Regions from separate parts of the Mus musculus genome. Here region 2 is linked to region 1. The links are chromatin contacts, called in public promoter capture Hi-C maps. All regions are on one chromosome and are shown on one strand. Each heading gives the region's core, a stretch centred on a gene start, on an enhancer-like site or on the middle of the called end of the contact. The rest is flanking DNA. Distances are from core to core; before and after follow the strand shown.

The links. Promoter capture Hi-C pulls out the DNA fragments that hold promoters and counts their contacts.
Region 2: a promoter capture Hi-C map of embryonic stem cells shows a contact between it and region 1, with 2.9 times the contacts expected there. The contact joins the enhancer-like site here to the promoter of Tmem184a in region 1. A contact is called at or near these places in 10 of 39 promoter capture datasets (the 3T3-L1 cell line, the C10 cell line, the HPC-7 cell line and 6 more), 4 of 115 datasets of contacts at active chromatin or transcription factors (T-cell acute lymphoblastic leukemia, double positive thymocytes, pancreatic cancer cells and 1 more) and 3 of 9 other capture datasets (adipose tissue, embryonic stem cells and liver).

Annotation. Positions count from the first base shown.
Region 1 is chr5:139,811,679-139,814,579 of GRCm38.p6, forward strand. It overlaps Tmem184a (transmembrane protein 184a), which reads right to left and starts at 1,565. Exons shown (of 8, transcript NM_144914.3): 1 at 1,287-1,565. The coding sequence starts at 1,514.
Region 2 is chr5:140,582,626-140,585,542 of GRCm38.p6, forward strand. No RefSeq gene overlaps it. Among named protein-coding and RNA genes, the nearest start is that of Gm30603, 13 kb to the right of the region's middle. Within about 2 kb of position 1,601, at least 79 of the 459 cell types and tissues checked have an H3K27ac peak or open chromatin away from gene starts, as enhancers often do. A contact at or near this core is called in embryonic stem cells, where this site is marked.

The sequences.
Region 1 (2,901 bases), core at 315-2,814:
CCTTCACTAGTGACCCTCTTGGATCAGCCTACGCTTCTAGTCTTTCAAAGTAAGCCAGCTGGGAGCTGGGTGCCTCCTCCCGATTCCAGGCCACCGTGGCGACGAGGTGCCCTGTGTGGCATGGAGGTCACTGTTAGAGGGAGCTGTGTGTGTGTGTGTGTGTGTGTGTGTGTGCAGGGGACACGTGGGGTGGTGCGAAGGCTGCTGAGGTCAGAGACCAGCTCCTTATCTGCTCCTTCCTCCCTCCCTAGCCTCTGTGGAGGGAGGACACAATGTGATCAGCCAACAAGAGACATTTCCCAGGCTGGTACCATATGGCTGGTGACCTTGGCAAGCTGCTTCCTCTTTTGCCTCAGTTTCTCCACCGGTAAATGGAGGTTGGTCTCTCTGGCTTCCTGCTGACCCTAAGAGCGTGCCTCGTGCCACCTCTGTGGCTAGGATGTGCCTGGCCTGCCCTCGGGCACGGATCTTTCTCCCTTGTATCCTGGTTACTGAGGCACACCTGGACAGGTACCAGCCAGCAGGTGAATGTCACAAGCCGAGGTGTTTGCTTTTGCTTCCTGCCCCCAGCTCACCTACTGACTCAGGCCCTCCCACTGTGCCAAGTGGGTGTTCCAGAGAGCCCGTGGCTCTCAGCTCCCTTAACCAACCTCCAGCTCCCCAGCTACCCCGCCACATTCTAGATGCCTGGCTTCTGCTTCCTGCTTACCCACCCTCCACCCCCAGCTCCTTGCCCCCTATTCTCGTAGCTCCCCATCTCTCCCCTCATACCCCCAACACACCTCCTGTTCTCCACTGTTCCAGTTCCTATCCAACTCAGTCCCCACCCCTCCTCCCCAAACTCCCTGTCTGGCTGGCTTGAGGTTCTCTATAGAGCAAGGTCCACGCCTTCGCCATCTCTGGAGGGGAAAGGCCCTTTCTCCTCCCACTGTGTGAGCCCGGGGAAACCCCTCCGTGTTCCTGTCTGTGAACTGGGATTAAGCTCTGACCTCAGGGAGTAGAGTGAGGGGCCTCAGACGTGACTGGGGATACCCACCCAGCAATCTGCCCTCACCTCGGCAGAGATCTCCCTCCTTAGGCCTGGCTCTGACATGCTAGCTCTGGAGAAGGGCCATAGACCCTTGAACACCATGCCTAGAATCCTACCATGTCTCAGTGACTGGTGCTGGGAGCTGTCCCTGGAGGTCCCATGATCACAGCATCTGTCCACGGGGCCCATCTGAGCTGGGCCAGGTCCCATAGCAACTTCCAGGCTCAGCGGGGATGGGGGTGCAAGAGGTGCTTACCTGGTGGCCGGTTAGCAGCAGAGCAGTCCATACAAACACGCCTGAAACGCCTCGGGCCAATGCGCTGGTGAGGAAGAGCTGGGGGGCCCCCTGCGAGCCGTTGTCCACGCGCTCCATCTGTGGCCCGGCTGCCACTGTGGGCATTGCCGGAGGGGGGCTGGGTGGAAGCCAGGTCGCTGACACGAGGGGGGCTCCGGCTGTCTTCAGAAACCCTGACGCATTCCTCATCTGCAGAAACCAGCAGAGGAGTGAGAAGCCAGGGAAGGCTTCTGTGGGAGTGTGAGGGGCAGGAGGTGGGGCCAGAGGTGGGCAAGGCCGTGTGGGTGTCACCTCGGGGTGGGTGTCACCTCGGGGCCAGTTCTGCCCAATGCACTTTCTGCCTGCCTGGCCACCGCCCCTACCACCATCATCCACAGAAGCTTCCCTGGGGGCCCACCACGGCCACCTGTCCCCTTTGTGAGAGTCTGGGTCTGATTTTCCCACCAGCTCGCCTGATTCTGGGCAGCTGTGGGCTCACACTTGAACAGGGGCCTAGCTGCTTTCCAGCCTGGGGCTCAGATCCTGGGGTGACAAACCCCCTCAGGTTCCTTCGGACCCTGGTTCTCAGACAGCAACTCTATAGAAGTCTAAGACTGCTCCTAACCAGGTGTCCACAGCACACCCCTGTAATCTCAGTACTCAGAGGCCAAGGCAGGTGGACTGTGCATCTGTGAGTATAAGGGCCAGCCTGGTCTACCTAGTTACTCTGTTTCAGAAAAGAAAAAGAAACTTAAACCCAAAACAACTTAAACTTAAACAAACAAACAAACAAAACCCCAAAGCTTGTTTCTACCACCGGCTGGGCAGTGGGGATTCACCTACCTGGGGCCAGTTCTGCCCAATCCAGCCCTTCCCCTCCTCCCCCCTCCTCCCCCTCAGGTGCCATCCGCCCCCGCCCAACCCTCCCCCCCCCCCTTGACCCGCCTGCAGGTACTCCTTAGGGTCTCAGAAGCTCCCGCGGCAAGTGATAGAGTGTGCGCCTGCCGGGAGGCAGCGACATTGGACCTCCTTGCTACCCTCAGTTGTCCGTCATGGGGGCGGGAGCCTACCTCTGTGAGCAGGAAGCTCTTTGGACCGGGCCTTGGAGGCCTAGCCTCCTCTGGGGCAGCCTGGCTGGTCATTCACTGGGTCATGTGGCCCCCAGTGGAGGCCAAGCTTCGGGTTGGGGCAAGGCTGGTCTCGGGAGGGTTGCGCTAGGCTAGGGAAGGCACACAGGGCCTCACCTGGCCAGTGGCCCACCTGGGCTTCAGGCTGAGGGAGGGGCGGAGGGAGGAGAAGCAGAGGCTTGTCCCCGCCCCTGGCGACACTCTATCCCGCTGGGACTGTTTGCCCAGTAGCAGCTGGCTTCCAGGAACTGAGGCTGGCAGGTGCCTTTCACCTGCTGGCACTAGGTAGTCAGGCAGTTTAGCAGGCAGGGTCAGGAAGGACAAAGGGTCTGCATAAGCTATGCTAGCTCCAGGGAGAAGTCCCCGAGGAGCCATCCAATACAGTGCTGCTTTCTGGGTGGTGAGAAAGGTCTAGAATAGTGTTTTTTTACCCTTCTCCATGCTTAGACGGTTCATGCTGTGATGACCCC
Region 2 (2,917 bases), core at 351-2,850, 770 kb after region 1:
TTGTTTGTTTGTTTGTTTGTTTTTGAGACAGGGTTTCTCTGTATAGCCCTGGCTGTCCTGGAACTCACTTTGTAGACCAGGCTGGCCTTGAACTCAGAAATCCACCTGCCTCTGCCTCCCGAGTGCTGGGATTAAAGGCGTGCGCCACCACACCAGGCTGCACAATATTTTTAAGTGGCACGAGTCTACCATTGCCCTTGAGCCTCAGTTTCCCCACAAGGACACAGCTTCTGGCAGAGGGCCATGACCACAGCTTCCTGCTGGACAAACTGTCAGGGCTTCTTTTTCTCCCGTGGGAGCCTCTCCCCTCCCCCAACTCACGAAGGGAAGCATCCACCTAGAGGTCCCAACCCAGAGGCTACTACAGAGCCACCCTGGTTCTCCACACCTCAGATGCTCGGCTCTCTCCATGCAGAGACTGAGACTGACCCTGCCACTGCTGCAGCTCTCCCTGCCTTGCCTGGTGGCTTCCCAGAGCCAGGAGGGAGGGACACTGCCCGGAGATGCAGCCAGATGGCTGTAATCCTGCATCAACAGAGGCTTAGACACCTGCTTGGCTCCTTCCCTGTCACTCTGGCCTGCCCAAGCATTCCAGGGCATCTCAGTTTGCAAGGGGCTTTCCCCAGCGCCATAGTGGAGCCTCGGGGCTCTGTCCCTCCCCTGATGGTGTGAGCATCATGCAACCTCAGAATGAGGCTTCGAGGCCTGACCTGTTGCCATCCCCCAACATGGTCAGGGACTGGTCCCTCTTGTAAGTCCTGTGTGAGTGTTCTCCCTAGACACGCCTAGGGCCTGACATGGCAGTTTGGAGAGACCTGCCTGAGTAGAATAGGAAATCTGAAAGAAATCAGAAATGCTACCAAATGCCTGAACTACATTAGAGGGTAGGGGGGGCTTGGGAAAGGTTTCTGTGAGGCAGGGTGGACCAGGGCTGGGCTGGGCTGGGCTGGGGGAGGGTTCCAGATGGGGGCTGGGCAGAAGGAACAGGTGTGAGGAGGCAGAGGGGAGGGGAGCCATCTGGGTGGAAGAGGAGAGCAACTAAGCTACAAGGCCAGCCTCCTGTGTCGACAGAGGCTGGAGCCAGAGGCACAGCGGGGCCTGGGGCTGGCGACAGAACTGAGAAGGAAGGGACACCCTCAAAGTCCTTAGGGTAAGGTTGGCTTTGGGGTAGCAGTACAGATTGTCCATCTCATTATAGTATCTCCATTTACAGGTCTCTCACCTCCAGAGCCCACCCACTGCCCTCCCCAGGACCCTCACCAATCCCATGTTTTGTGGGTCCCATAAAGCCTGGGCTGCCCACGCTGTCCACGTACAGAGTAACAACCCACTCCCACCCCCCAGGACACATGGCTGAGCCCTGGGCAGTGTGGGAATGTGGGCCAGGCAAGAAGGTAAGACTCACTCTTCCCTCTGTCCCTGCACCTGCCCGGTCACCTCCCACACCCTCAGCTCCAAAGCCCATATTTCCATGTGAATGGCCGCCCTCAGCCTGCTAAGCTGGTTAACAAGCCCCCAGCCCCACAGAGGCAGACAGAGGGTGTTAACACAGGCCTATTGTCCCAGCTCGGGCTCCAGGTTGCCATGGCACCTGCCAGGCCTCTGGGCTTGGACTAATCCTTTCTCTGGGCCTTTCACTGCCCTGGTCCCACCCCCCCAGGCTGGTCTCTGTGACTTGGCTGTGCCCAACAAGGCTAGTTTCTCTGCTGAGGTCAGGAGAGGCCATAAGTCTAACCCCCAGGGCCCCTGGCCCCAGCTCTTTGTCCCTGGCATTGTCCCTGTGTCCCTAGCCCTCCAGTTCTCTGGGAACTACAGTGGCTTGGCGGGAATTGGACTCAGCCAGGTGGTCAGTTTTTCCTATTGTGGAGAAGAGTCCTCAGTCCTGATCTCTCTGGCCTGCCCTCTGCTCTTCGGGTATGCCAGACAAGTACTACACCCACTGAGCTAAACTCCCAGCCAGCCCCCTTTCTAAGTTTTTGTTGTTTGTTTGTTTGCTTGTTTTTTTGTGACAGGGTGTCATTATGTAACTCAGGCTATTCTTAGATCTACGATGTCCCTGCTGGGCTTGCAGGTCAGCACCACCTTTTAGAGACCTCCAGAGTCACTTGCCAACAGTCCCTCTAGAATACCAACTCCACTGGGCCAGAAGGTCCAAGACCAAGGGTGCAATAGGTCCTTAGAGGGTGTGGTCCCTGTGTTGTAGGATGGGATCCATGGACAGAGGCACCAAGGGGAGGCCGAGCTCTCTCTCTAGACTGGCTTGACCTCTCCAGGGAAACTCAACTTTCTATCTCCCTATCTCCCTCAGAACCATGAGTCTGAGCATGAAAGACATCTGCCCTCTCTCCTCCTCTTCCACCCCCAGAAGATGGAGGCCCAGGATCTAGGATTCCAGACCAGTACATCACTGAAACGCAGCTTCTCAAATGGTTTCCACACTGACTCCTTTCTCAAATTACAAAGCTTGAGACATCTTTACATGATCTCAGATAGCTACATACATTAAAAACAAGTCCACAAACCAAACGCTCACCATAAATCAGAAAGACATTTACTTTAAAACAATTCTTTGGTATACACAGGACCCTGCAGTTTATTAAGGAACAAGGGAGGAAGAGATGACTCAGTAAAATGTTGGCCGTACAAGCACGAGGACATGAGTTCAGATCCCCTGAACCCATTTGAAAAGCAGCCATGGTGGAGTGTGCTTATAACCCCAGCCTTGGTGTTTAGGGTGTACACGAGTGACAGGGGGACTCCTGAAGCTTATTGGTCAGTCGTCCTGGCAAATCAATGAGCCCCAAGTTCAACCGGAGAGCTCCTCTCAAAAAAAATCAAGATGGAAGCCAGTCGGTGGCAGCACACACCTTTGACCACTGCACTCGGTAGACAGAGTCAGGAGGATCTCTGTGCCAGC